Regions from separate parts of the Mus musculus genome. Here region 1 is linked to region 2. A link is a contact called in public promoter capture Hi-C data. All regions are on one chromosome and are shown on one strand. The core of a region is the stretch at or near the end of the contact, and the rest is flanking DNA. Distances in the headings are between cores, read along the strand shown.

Region 1 (7,315 bases), core at 691-3,190, 2.3 Mb before region 2:
CCGAAGCCTTGTAAAAACACAAGAGGCCAAGAACTTTCTCTTTGTTAGTCCTTTTGGTATTTTAAATCAGTACCTTATAATTTGATTCTCATTTAGAAAGTGCCTCCTCTTCCTGCTTAGTCCCTACCTGTATGGAGGCTGTATTTGACTCACTGGTGGTGGGGCTTAGCTGCTGAGTGTCAGCTGTAAGGTTTGGTTTTCTGTGCTGCCCCCAGCTGTGACCATCAGGGAGGTCAGTGGCTTGCAGTAAGTAATCAGTGGCCATTAAGGGCTTCTCCCAAAGGTCCCTTGGCTCCCGACAAGCATCTCAGCAGAGCCAAAGGACAGTTGCCCACTTAGGCTTGGCTCTGACTCCTCCTGGCTAAATAGCATCTCTGCACGCAGAGACCTAGCCAAGCCCGCTCATGCTACGCTCCTTCCTTGGTCTACACGTTTGACCTGGGGAGCAAGGCTCGGGCCAACAAAGAGGGTTCCTGTGCTCTGACGTCAGCACTGGCCCTCTCTCTGATACTCTGCCCTAATGAGGACAGTGGCCCACTGGCATTTGGCCTCTGGACCCCCTCCTCTGCGGTGAGCCATGGATGCTTTTTAAAGCACTGACTAAAGTGTGGGATTAAGCAGACAGGTTTGTGGCCTCCACTGCCCTTCCCCATGGGATGAGAAGCCGCACTGGCTGAGCGGGGAGTGGATGCACCCTGCCCAGTGGGTCGGCACAGGCTGGGACAGGCACGGCTCCCCAGCTCCGCCAAGGCTGTAATGGGCTGGCTCTGGTTAGTGGAGGCTCTTCCTTCCCCAGCAGAGCCCGGGGGGCCTCATCCCCTGTATGGGATGAACCTGGCAACCCCAGGGTTTGGGACTGCAGGGTCTATGCTTTTTCTCTGCCCGTGGGGTTGAACAACCAGCACTCAGCCCACACACTCCCTCCCTACTGGACCTGCCGGACCTGCCAGCTCGGGCTCCCTGATGGGCTGCCGCTCCATACAGCAAAGACTCGAGTTCCAAGGAGGTCCTCAAGGGCCTTTTCTTTTCTTTATGTTTAGCTTTAATGTCAAGGAGGGCTCACATCAGAAGACCCAGGGCTACACAGAACAGTGAAATGAAGCATGGAGTTCTTGGATACCCCGTTTTCACTTGGGGTGCTACCAAGCTCAAATCTCCCTAACAAACCCCTTTCCCAACATACTTACATATATACACTACAAACAAACAAACACACATACAGATACACACATACTCGACAGGATACGAAAACACACACAGACACACACATACCCTATAGTAGACACACAAATATTCTACGACACACACAGACACCCTACAACACACACATAGGCACATACCCTATAACACACACACATATCCTACAACACACACAGATAGACACATACCCTACAACACACACACATATCCTATAACACACACAGATAGACACATACCCTATAATATACATACCCTATAGCACAACACAGTCACATACCCTATAACACAGACACATACCCTACAACACACACACACACACGCCCTATAACACACACATAAACATTATAAATGCACATATCAAACACACATACACACATACCCCACACACTATACTATAGATACACACACCATAGTCACACAAATACTACCCCCATCATACAATAGACACACAAGAACATCATTGACTTTACATAGGCCTATGCACAGACCACCCCCACATCATCTACACATACACAAACCCGTACATCACAGACACACATACACTAGAGTTATGTACACTACACATGCACCATATATACCACCCCCATAGGTCATTCACTGTGGAAAGCTGGGGTGTCCCTCAGCCCCTGCACCCTACATGTGACTCACAGAAACAGCAGTGTCCACTGGGCAGTCTCTAGGACAGTAAGAGGCTCTCTGCTCTCTTCTTGTCCTCGGCTCAGTGAGGACGGGGGAAGAATGTGATCTGAGAGCCTTGTAACCGTCTTAAATATAGCAGCGCTGAGACAGTGCGGTGACAATGGATGGGAGCTGTGGTGAGGGTGGAGGCAGAGGGGAGGGCTGTCTCTTCCTGCCAGCACTGCTGGGCAGCAGCAACAGGTGGGGTGGCCCCCACCCCCTGCTGCTCCTCCCCCACCTCTGGCTTTTCCACCCCACCCTGCCTGGAGTAAGAGCCATGCCTCGGGCTCCAGTCTGGCTTGGGGAAAGTGGACACGTGTGTTCTCTGCTATAGAAGTCGGATCACAACTGTCCTTCCCGTTGTGGGGCACCCAGAGAAAGGTCTTCAGCTTCTCTGATCTGAATTCCCTCCTGAGAGACAGGGAACATGTCAGGGTACCTAGCTTCTTGCGGATAGTACAGAGTGTGACCTAACCATGAGAACTTTGATTCTTTTGGCTAAGGTGATGTGTGGCTTCTTCCTCTCTATTTCCCCAGCAGTTAAGGGCGCTGCTCCTGGTCAGCCCATGGTTGTGTGCGGTGGGTAAGGCAGGGCTAGGACAGGAGCTAGGGAGCCCTGAGGAGGGGACATGGCCCTCCAGAGCATGTGCAGGTCTGGGAAGGCTGTCCCAGCTCAGGTCAGAGAGCATGGTTTCACTCCCAGCCTCTTCCTCAAACCACAGGCACCAAGGTCAACCTGCCAGCTGCTCTTCCTGCAGCTTCGGAGGCTACTCCCTGGGGAGAGTGAGTGAGCGGGCACTGAGCTCTTCAGTCCTAGTCTTAATCTCCTGCCTTACTTGAAAAGCCATTTCTAAGCTTCCCTGATTCACCTCTTCCCCAGGCCAGTGTCATAGCAACTCCGGGGAGGATGTTGGCGGGTTCGCTCCCCCACCCTTTTGGTCTTCCTTCCTTCCTTCCTTCCTTCCTTCCTTCCTTCCTTCCTTCCTTCCTTCCTTCCTCTTTCTTTCTTTCTTTCTTTCTTTCTTTCTTTCTTTCTTTCTTTCTTTCTTCCTTCCTTCCTTCCTTCCTTCCTTCCTTCCTCTCTCTCTCTCTCTCTCTCTCTCTCTCTCTCTCTCTCTCTTTCTTTCTTTCTTTCTAGGAAACTTTATGTATATGAGTGTTTTACTTGTGGGCATGGTCTGTGCACTACCGCATGCACGCCTAGAGACCAGAAGGGGGCATCAGATCCCTGGGGTTGTGAGCCAGGTACCCTGACACGCTGTCTCTCAGGAAGGAATTCAGATCAGAGAAGCTGAAAACTTCCCCAGGGTAACTGGAAGGACAGTTGCAAACAAACTCTATAATTGGGAACACTTGTGCCCACTTTCCTCAAACCAGGCTGGAGCCCTAGGCAGTTCCTGGAGGCAGGGACTGGGGTGGATGGGGAAGGAGCAGTAGGAGGCGGGGCATTCCCCCCAGGTGAGTAGCTGGGAACTTATCCAGGGTCCTTTGGAGGAGCAGCCAGCTTTCTAACACTGGAACATCTCTCCAGCTCTCATTCCTATTTCGGGGGTTGTTATTTTGAGACAAGGTTTTGTTATGTAGCCCAGGCTAACTTGCAACTGACAATCTTCCTGCCTCAGTCTTGAATGCCATGATTTCAAGCATATACTCCCCTGCCATCCCCACTTCCTATTATCCCTGTCTAGAAAGAGTTTCTCTGGACTCAGACAATTGCTGTGATGGTTAAGTGTGATATGCCAGAGCTGGAGAGGTGGCTTAGTGGTTAAGAACACTGTCTGCTCTTTCAGAGGTCCTGAGTTCAAATCCCAGCAACTACATGGTGGCTCACAACCATCTGTAATGAGATCTGATGCTCTCTTCTGGTGTGTCTGAAGACACAACAGTGTACTTATATATAATGAATAAATAAATCTTTTTTTAAAAAAAAGTGTGATATGCCTTTGTGAAGCAGAACATAGGCCCTGGTTGTCCCTGACCTCTGAGGCAGACGGAAGGAACTCAGGCATGTGCCAGACTTGGGAGGCATCTCAGATTCTGTTCAGGATCCCATTCATCCCTGGATTTATAACTTAAGCAAGCCACCATGTTCTGGTTTATCTACACTCCAGGGGACAGTAATGACTGTCTCTCAGTCTTCTGGCAGAGCATGGAGCTGCAGATCTGTAATCCCAGCATCCAGGAGACTGAGGCAGATGGATCCAGGCATCCAGACCCAGCCTGGGCTACACACTGAGACCTTGTCTCCAACTGGATTGTCTGAAAGGAAGGGTCCCAGGAGGGTCCACAGCCTCCCCAACACCAGACATACTGTAGACAGTTGATAGACCAGGGCTCCTCTAGTCACTTAACTCTGGGGATACTGAAGAGCTCGCTTCGCCCCATCCATCTGGGCTTGCAGTCCATTCTCCTATACCCCTCAGCTGATCATGCATGGTGATGCATGGGTCCTTTGTAAGTATGGTCAAACCTCACTCAGGAAGCTGAGCAGACATAAGATGACTGAAGTCACATAACTCTTTGCTTAGATGCCAGGCATAGGCACCTCTATTCATGAACGAGGAATTTGCTCTCCTTTCTTTATTATTACTATTATTATTATTATTATTTTAAATTGAGACAAGTCTCACTATATAGCTGAGGCTGGCCTTGAACTCATAATCCTCAGTACCTTGAGTGATGGGATTATAAGTGTGTGACATCATGCTCAGCCTTCAGCCTCCTTCCTGAGCCTCAGTTTCTTTAACTGGAGAACGTTTTAGATAGGAGGGATGTTGTGTTGTCTTGTTCTCTCTGTCCCTACCCCAAAGGAAGTAATTCCTGGAAGACAGCTCTGTCCTCAACTTGACTTTAAAAATGAATGGGAAGCCAGGTGTGGTAGTGTATGCCAATATTCATACCACTTGGTAGGTCAAGGCAGGAGGACCAGGAGTTCAAGTGTACCCTAGACTATGTACCAAGTTTGAGGTCAACCTGTGCTACATAAGACTCTGTCTCAAAGTGGCCTTGTTCTCGATACTTCTGTGCGATTATGAACTCTGTCCGTCAGCCTCGGGGCCTGTGGTCTTGAGACCAAGTGCCATGCCTACGACAAAGTTGCAGAGTTCTGATGGAGAGATATTTGAAGTTGCTGTAGAAACTGCCAAACAATCTGTGACCGTCAAGGCCGTGCCGGAAGAGTTGGGAATGGATGATGATCCTGTTCCTTTACCAAATGTTAATGCAGCAATTCTGAAAGAGGTCATTCAGTGGTGCTCCCACCACAAAGAGGACCCTCCTCCCCTGAGGATGATGAAAACAAAGAAAACGGACAGATGATATTCCTGTTTGGGACCAAGAATTCCTGAAAGTTGACCAAGGAATACTTTTTGAACTTATTCTGGCTGCAAACTACTTAGACATCAAAGGTTTGCTTGATGTCACATGCAAGACTGTGGCCATTAAGATTAAGGGGGAAACTCCTGAGGAGATTCGTAAAACCTTCAATATCAAAAATGACTTTACTGAAGAGGAGGAGGCCCAGGTACGCAAAGAGAACCAATGATGTGGCGAGAAGTGAACTGCTGTGCCTGTTACCATAACACTAGAAGGGTTGTTCCAAGTGCCAGTTGCACTGCTCTGTTTACAATTGTTAATATTAGAGATCAGTAGATAAACATCGCCTTGTCTTCACTGCGTGTGTAGTTCCAGTGAAGATCAGACCTGTGGTGAGTTTCTTCTATGAACAGAAGTTTCCTCCCCGCCACCCCCATTGCTCTGAATAAAACTGAACTATGGGTTCACTGCGGAAAGTGGCATTTTGGGCTTTCCCTCTTTCTGTAAAGTGATTCCTGCCTCTAGTTCATCGTCCAGTTGACTTCAGTGAGCCTTTCAAAGTTGGCACTGTAAATAAAACAACTTAGGGAAAGTATGCTGAAATAGAATTAACAAACCATGTTGTTTGTTCATGAATTGGAAGCTGCAACAGGACAGCTTGAAGTTAACCTTGTGGGGGTCTCCCGACCTCTATGCTGCTGAAAGCTTGTGTGCAGTGGGGCCTCTCTTATTGGACCTGAGGCCTTGTTTTGTCTTTTTTTTTTTAAATTTTTAATCTTCTCAGCTTTGAATATGTTGCCTAGAGATTTAGTTTACTACCCACTTTGTGGTTTTGGAGTGGGGACTATAACTCAATAATTTGTTAGTTTTTTTAAAAAAAGGACTCTGTCTCAAAATAAATAAATTAATCAAAATGAGTGGGTAAATACTGTCTCAATCTATTTGGCCTGGTATATTTATAAAGGATAACATTTGTTACCCTTCTGAAGGCACAAAAGTCCAAGGTCAAGTCTCACTTTCCATATGTCTTAATCAGGGTTACGATTGCTATGATGAAACACCATGACCAAAGCAACTTGGAGAGGAAAGGGTTTATTCAGTTTACACTTCCACATCATGGTCCATCATGGAAAGAAACCAGGACAGGAACTCAAACAGGGCATGAATCAGGAGGCACGAGCTGATGCAGAGGCCATGGAGGAGTGCTGCTTACTGGCTTGCTTCTCATGGTTTGCCCAGCCTGCTTTTTTATATAACCCAAGACCACTAGCTTAGGATGGCCCCACCCACAGTGGGCTGGGTCCTCCCCTATCAACCACTAATTAAGAAAATGCCCTATAGCTTTGCCTACAGTCTGATTTTACAGAGGCATCTCCTCAGTTGAGGCTCCCTCCTCTCAGATGACTTTAGTTTGTGTCAAGTTGACATACAACTAACCAGCACACCATATCTCAGATAGTTCTGGTTGTGTTTTTGTGTGACAGAAGAGCCAAAGAGGTTAGGACACACCCACCAACCCCTCATCATGATCTAATTAGGCAGTAAAGACCCCAGCCCTTGACCCAGGCATGTTAGCGGTTAAGTTTCAGCATCTGAGGGCTCCAGAGACGGTCCAGTGGGTAAACTGCTTGTAGAGCAATCTTGAGGACCTGAGCCGGGCATGTGGCTGTGATTCCAGCACTGGGAGGCAGACACAGGATGATTCTGGGATCTTGATGGTCAGCCAGTTTAGCCAATCAGAGAGCTCCACATTCAATGAGAGACTCTCAGAAAGTAAGGTAGGGTGTGATTGAAGAACACTGATGTTGACTTCTGGCGTTCTCACAGTTGCATGTGCATATACACACACAAATACACACACACACACACACACACACACACACACGAATGTGAGCACACATTGGTGTACTTTTTGTGCTACTTTATTGAGTCCTTATATCTACCACCCTTATTCCTCCTTACTCCCTTCCAACCCCCCAGTAGGTAGAAGAGAAAGAAGGTGAAAGGGGACCTTGACCTTTTTCGACTACTTCCTGCTGATTTAAGGTGTCGAGTTCCTTGGGGTAAGTTCAGTCTTTGTCATTGTAAGGATATCTACAATTTCTTCTTTTCACTTTGCTCC
Region 2 (7,053 bases), core at 540-3,039:
GTTTGAGGGCCATTAGTTTCCTATTGAGAAGAAAAGCCTGCTGTCCCTACGTCTAAGGGATGAGAACACAGTGCATTCAGTGAACACTTATTTAGTTATTTGGATTCTGACACAGATCTCATGTAGCCCAGGCTAGCCCGGTGCTTGCTTTCCTGTCTTCTTGTCTGCCTTTCATGTGCTGGACGACAGGCATAGCTGCTTTGTTGTTTCTGGTTTTATCTGGTGCTGGGGATTGAACCCAGCTTTACTGAGGCACACTACCAGCCCCTCCTCGTAAATATGCTTTCATCATCTTTGCCCTCTTAGAGAGACCAATATCCAAGGTCTCTGGAAGGATTTGCAATCCAGATCTGACAGGTTCCCTGGAACTAACCAATGGTGGGGTTTCCCCACATACATACCTCCCTTTTTTCTTCTTCCTTTCTTTTTTTCCTTTTCCTTTTCTCTCAAGACAGGGTTTCTCTGTGTAGCCCTGGCTGTCCTTCTTCTCTGGGATCTACTCCTGTTCACTGAACACCCCTTTACTACCGTGAGTCCTCCCGTCCCGCTTCTCTGAATCTAACTCCCTTCACCCTCCTTCCCTTGCTCTGGGAGCTGCTTCTGTGGAGATTTGCTGTCAGAGTTCCTGTCACTTAAAAGGCACCTGTAAGCACTTAGAGTTGGGTGGACCCGTGGGTCGGAGGGACTGGGGCTTTCCTCCCCCCACTAGTCAGATTCCTCTTCATATATTTTGACCCTCAGGGCTGGCCACACCTTTGGCAGATCCTTTGAAACCCGAGGACCTGCTGCAGTCCTTCCCAATGGGGTTCAGAGCTTCCTTCCTGCCCTGGGGACCTTGCCCTCTCCTACCGTGAACCCCTCCAATCTCTGATGGCGCTTTCAAATAGATACAATCAGAGGTAAAACCCTTGGTGTCTGGGCCAGTACTTGGAAGGGGAACAGAAGGGCTATTTGTGCCGTGGGGAAAGTGGGCAGAGCTAGGATGGTTAAAATTCGAGATGTGGAGTCGTGCTTGGGAATTGGAGGAATCCACGTATCTCAAGGGCTCTGATGAATGGTTGAGTTTGTTCGTTCATTTCCGTCCAGACTCAGCCACTGTCCTACAATTTGACATTGAGCAGGGCATCGCGGCTTCTTCTGAGTTTCTTTCCCCCTCCATTTGAAAGATACCAGGACGTGTCTTGTGGGCTAGCAGGTGCACACGCAGGCAGAGTTGGAGCTGGAAAATAATTTTGCACACCTTGGGGTTTTCTAAGGGCCCCACGAAGGTTGGCGGACCAGGAGCAGCGGCTCTGGTGTTTGTTTTGCAAGCTAAGTGCCTTCCTGGTATGCGAGTAATCCAGTCATATGCCCATCTTCCAGTGGACACCAGTCGTCTCTCTGCCTTAACCACCCCATAAGCCCAGAGAGATGGGCGGGAAGGGCATCCTAGGAGACCCGGAGCGCTAAGTTCTAGGCTAGGCTCTCACTGTCACGCGGGCCCGGCAGAGGAGCAGAGGTGACGCCCAGCCATTCTGGGTAGAGACTGAAATGTATGACTTTTAAACATTACCATCGAATTTTTCTGAGGTGATTCCAGGCGAGGAAAGTGACCGTCACTTATCTACCCCAAATTTGGGATGATGCCCAAACGGAGCCAATCTGGGAGAAAGACAGGGAACTTGAAACACTTGGGGATACGCTCCTTGGCGGGAGGCAGGGCAGATTCAGGCACAAAAGTCTCGGATTGGCTGTGCTGCCATCGCTCCGCCCCATGTGCTATAAGATGCTGGGCGGCGCGTGCGGCCTGGGTGTGGGCTCTGCGGCCGCCTCTCACTAGTCTCGTGCCCAGCATCTCTCCTCCCCACGCACCGACAACCCTGGGCCGCCGCGGGGCGGGGGATGCCGGGCTGCCGAATCAGCGCCTGCGGCCCAGGGGCCCAGGAAGGGACGGCAGAACCGGGGTCGCCCCCGCCGCCACCCCGGGAGCCCCTGCCGTCCCTCCAGCCCCCTTCCCCATCGCCGACCTCGACTCCGACCCCCACTAAGTCACCGCCCTTACCCGAGGCGGCCGAGACACCCGTGGAAGGGCAGGAGCTGCAGCGCTGGCGCCAGGGTGCTAGTGGGGGGTCTGGGGGCGCGGGCCCGGCGGGGATCGCGGGCGCGGCGGCGGGGGCAGGGGGCCGTGCGCTGGAGCTGGCCGAAGCGCGGCGGCGACTGCTAGAAGTGGAGGGCCGCCGGCGCCTGGTGTCGGAGCTGGAGAGCCGGGTGCTGCAGCTGCACCGAGTCTTCTTGGCTGCGGAGCTGCGCCTGGCGCATCGCGCCGAGAGCCTGAGCCGCCTGAGCGGCGGCGTGGCCCAGGCCGAGCTCTACCTGGCTGCGCACGGGTCCCGTCTCAAGAAGGGTGCGCGCCGCGGTCGCCGGGGTCGTCCCCCGGCGCTGCTGGCGTCCGCGCTCGGCCTGGGGAGCTGCGTGCCCTGGGGCGCAGGGCGGCTACGGCGCGGCCAGGGCCCGGAGCCCGACTCGCCCTTCCGCCGCAGCCCGCCCCGCGGCCCCGCCTCCCCCCAGCGCTGACCTCAGTACCCCGGACCCCTGGCTTCCCGAGGCAGGCGAGTCTCCAGGTGCGGGAGGACAGACGGACGGACGGATCCAGGTGCTGGCCAGATGGACGGCGTCATCTACGCGGAGGAGTCAGCTGGGGGTCCATGGGGGGCCCTGAAAGTGACACTAAGGTGCGGTGTTGTTGACTGGTGTTATTTTGGATACAGCGTGTGTCTGTGTTGAGGAGTGTAGGATCCGGGATCTTCCATGTCTGGGCGGGCATCTGTGGAGCCCTGATAGAGCTGTCCTTTTTTTCGTGGCTGGTTAGATGACAGTGCCAAGTCCCCTTATAGAGATGAACTAGTGGAAGGTGTTCGGCTTCCGGAGGGATTTGGTGGCAAACTTTAACAAGCTGGAGCTTGCTGCAATATTGCAACATCTGCTCCCTCACCTGTGCTAGTGTGGTCTCTCCTGGGTCCCCTGGGACTGTAAAAACCCTGCCCTCAAAGTTGCTGGCTTCTACACAGCCCAGCTCCATCCCTTGCAAGGAGAAGAAGAAGAAAGTCCCAGGATGGAGGAGGGCTGGCTCAGGGCTGTATGACTGGATTCTCCTCTGAGTCTGTGACTCCCATTGGAGGAGACAGATACCCGGAGAGGTTGAAGGTTTGTCCCCATCATACTTAGGTCTCTCTGCTTCTAGGTCCCAGCGTTTCCCATACTCCTAATGATTTTGGTATCTGCTTACAGCCCGATGGGGATATTCAGGATGAGTTGTTTGTCACCTGCTCAGCTAGCAGCCCTCCCCAAGGCATCTCTAAGATAGCTCTGCCAGGGATGGAGCCAGGTGACACTCTTTAACAGCCCCAAGGGAGCAGGCATGGCATCAGCTTCCAGAAAGGGGGGCCTTAAAGGGCCAGACTGAAAATGCCACCTGACTGGATGCCCTTCGGGTCCCTATTCCCCTGTCCCCACTCAGCTGTGAGGGACCTGGCTGCAGAGAGTGTGTATAACCACCTCTGAGGAGTTGCTGTGGGGAAGCTGAAACAGGGCCTTGAATTCTTTTTCCCACTGTAAGGCATGGTTGGCTATTTTACTCATTTAAGTCACACCTAGGGACGGACCGGCTCAGCCTCTGCTTATTTAAAATCCTTGTTTTACAAACTGGAAAAGGGATTTCTCAAGGTCACATGAAAGAGAGAGAGAGGAAGAGAGAGAGAGAGAGGGTGTGGGGAGGAGATGAGGTAAAGGAGAGGGGAGGGGAGCCTGGTCCTAGGCTTGTGTGTATCCTTTACATTCTGTTCCAGTAGTTAGGGAGAGCAGACCTCTGGACCCTGTCTACAGTGACCTAGGACAATGCTGTCCCCTCTCTGGCTGGACCCTGTCTACAGTGACCTAGGACAATGCTGTCCCCTCTCTGGCTGGACCCTGTCCACAGTGACCTAGAGCAATGCTGTCCCCTCTCTAGATCAGTTTCTTCACATCTCTGAATATTGTTGTCCCTCCTGTCAGGCTTGAGAAGGGAGAGGAGGAAGAGAAGGATGTCAGAGTCACACGGATGCTGTCATCCTGTGAGTGAGGTGTATTGTTGTGACAGGCAGGGGTCCTCAGATGAACCTGTCCCCCCATCAGACCTTCCCCTGCACAGGTAGCATACTGCTGGGATCTCGGAAGACCTTCCTAAAGCCTTCTTACCTGGAAATCTCAGAACTTCTGAGAAAGCCATAGCCCAGGGGTAGAGTGGGGACTCTGGCTTAAACTGTCCTTCCCAGAGAAGGATTTATTGAAGTTTCCAGGTTATTTTGGAGTTCTGAGGGCCAGAGAACACAGGACTTCCTAGAGATGACAGCTGGAGCTCTGGCTGCAGTAAGCTGGGCCGCCGCCAGGACCACGGGTTTCTGGTTTGCAGGGCTGAAGCCCTTGATCCGAAGGAGCTTTTTAGCTAATGGCATAGAGTGCTTTCTGTCACCACCGTCAGGACTTTCTCTGGGGTTTATTGTAATCAGCTTTGACCTGATTCAGAAGTGGCGTGGGTGGACACATGAAGAGTTAGAGATGATACCTGCTGGAGACGGGTGGGTGGGTAGGTGGGGGGTACAGGCAGTTCTGGCCCCTCCCTCCTCTTCAAGAAGCCAGGCTGTTCCCTCGACAAAAAAAAAAAAAAAAAAAAAAAAAAGTCTGTGCCAGGGCACACAGCTCAATGACTTGAATCTCAGGCCATCAACCTTCTCAACCAATGAAAAGTCAAAAGTCCTCCTAGGATCCTGTGTAGCATTCCTGGGCCTGTTCCATTCTCTCCTAACTAACAGACACCGATCACCACTTACTCCAGGGGTTTCGGGAGGTAGCATACAGCAGAGGGTCTTTGCTTCTAAGGCTTGCCTTCCAGTTCTCTTCCAGGTAGCTCCCTGGGTGTCACCATCCCAGGAGACCTAATGGGGGCTCAGGTTATTTTAATTTTAATTTTTTGAGACAGGCTTGCCTTAACCTCCATAGAGAGCTGGGAATAACCTTGAACCTTTTAAAAAACATTAATTATTTATGAATGTATGCATACAGGAGTGTGTGTATTGGGGTGGGGCAGGCATTTGCCACAGTGATGTGTTGAGATCAGAGGAAAACTTACAGGAAGGAGTACATTCTCTTTTCTACCAAGGGAGTCCCAAATTGAGCTCACGTGGTCAGGCCTGGTGGCAGGCACCTTCACCTGAACTACCTGTCTGGTCCCAACAGGGAACTGTGTTCTCTTGCCACTACCTCCAAAGTGATGGGGTTTCAGATGCGCACCCCCACCATACTGTGCTAATGTTGGACCCAGGGTCTGGTGCATGCGGGGCAAGCACTCTAGCAATTGAACCACATCCCAGCCTCTGGAAATTATGTTGTAGCACTTGGCTAATATTACTCTAGCCCTGAGCAGAAAGCAGTCTTCCCACGTGACTTCTTGAACTTAAAAAACAAAACAAAACAAAACAAAACAGGGACTCACTGTGTAGCTCTGGCTGAAAACTTTCTTGATGGCCCCTAGCCTGCAGATGGGGCAAGGTCAGGGACCCTTGGGATCTGTGCATTGAGGACACTATGTCAACCAGTGAATCGGGTTAAGAGATAGGAGACGACCAAGCCCTTTTGCTCTCTTTGGCTGGGCCCAGCAGCTTGGTTGTGCCACCAGAGGGCAGTGTGGAGCTGCTTCGTGAGAGTTGGGGGCGGGACCTGGGACGCTTTTAGTTCCTGGTGACCCGGTCCTCAGTCATTCTTGTTTGTGGTTCTGGGGCTTTCAATGGCTTTGGAATATGAGAGTCTGCAGAATAACCGGGAGGTGGTGGCGCAGGCCTTTAATCCCGGCACTCGAGAGGCAGCGGCGGCAAAGGCAGGTGGATCTTGAGGCCAGCTGAGTCTACAGAATGAGTTTCAGGATAACCAGGGCTACATAGAGAAATGTCGGAAAACCAAACCAAACCAACCAACCAACCAACCAACCAAACAAACAAGTCGGCAGAAGAAGCGGTGGCGGTGGTTTCCCCGGCCCATTAATAAAGGCGTGATTTCAGTGCCGGCTTTCAGCTTGGCTGGGCTGGGCTGGGATCCTGAACTGTATCCATTATCCCTGGGTGCGAAACTCTAGGAGAGGCGCCGGAGAGAGCCTAGTAGGAAAGACTTGCTTGAACTGGGCTTCCACCGAGAGCCAGTTCTGCATTCACAGATTTGTTCCACTGACGACAGCAACGGGTCCTGCCACCACCTAACGACCAAGGTGGCCTCCTAGAGATTAGGCTGAAGTGACTGGTCCAGGCTAAGGTGTTCCAGACCTTCAGTGGGCAGAGTCCTGGGTGTACTGGCGTCTCAGCAGCAGAGGAGACTCCAGGTGGGGGGTGGCGGAGGCGGGGGGGGGGGGGGGGGGGGGAGGAAGTACTTAGGATAGCTGGGAAATCCCCAGCCCAGTTCTTCCATTATTCTCCGACTACACCCTGGCAAGTCGAAAGCCCTTAGTTCTGAGTTCTAGATTAACTATTTCCCTTACAGCAGGCACCATGCTAGGTAGTCTACATCCATTTTCCATTCACATTCTTTCTAATCCCCTTCAAGTCTGCTGAGGTGGGTACATGGCTTCCTTAAAGGTGTAGAACCTGTAATTCTATAACTGTAGTTCAGTGGGCTAATGACAGTACTATTTGGGGGGATTGCTTTAAAGGAATCAGGTCCTGGGAAGGGAAGTATGAAATGCTGGGGGTGGGTGGGTGGCAAAGTGTGTCTTGTGTCGGCCCCCCTTCCCCAGAACTGGACACACCCTTGCCAGTTTGTCTGGGTTCTGGTGTTGAGTCAAGCTGATTCAGCATACCTGGCTTATGGCTAGGGTGGGCCAAAGGTGTTTAGGGCTGCATGTGGGGCTGAGGCTTGCCTCTGGCTGTCTCCCCTCCCTGAAGACCTGGACAGGAATGTTTGCTGCCAAGAGAGCAGAGAGCTTTGGATGGCAGGAGAGGCGCTGGCATTAAAGGTGTGCATCACCACCACCTGGCCTTGAAGAAAGAGAGAGAG

What was found. Promoter capture Hi-C pulls out the DNA fragments that hold promoters and counts their contacts.
Region 1: a promoter capture Hi-C map of pre-B cells shows a contact between it and region 2, with 2.6 times the contacts expected there. The contact joins the promoter of Myom3 here to the promoter of Trnp1 in region 2.

Annotation. Positions count from the first base shown.
Region 1 is chr4:135,754,340-135,761,654 of GRCm38.p6, reverse strand. Myom3 (myomesin family, member 3) reads right to left here and starts at 1,940. Exons shown (of 37, transcript NM_001085509.2): 1 at 1,849-1,940. It overlaps Il22ra1 (interleukin 22 receptor, alpha 1), which reads right to left. Exons shown (of 7, transcript NM_178257.2): 7 at 6,272-7,315. It also overlaps the pseudogene Gm12988.
Region 2 is chr4:133,493,286-133,500,338 of GRCm38.p6, reverse strand. It overlaps Trnp1 (TMF1-regulated nuclear protein 1), which reads left to right and starts at 1,789. Exons shown (of 2, transcript NM_001081156.2): 1 at 1,789-2,711. The coding sequence starts at 1,882. The coding sequence ends at 2,553.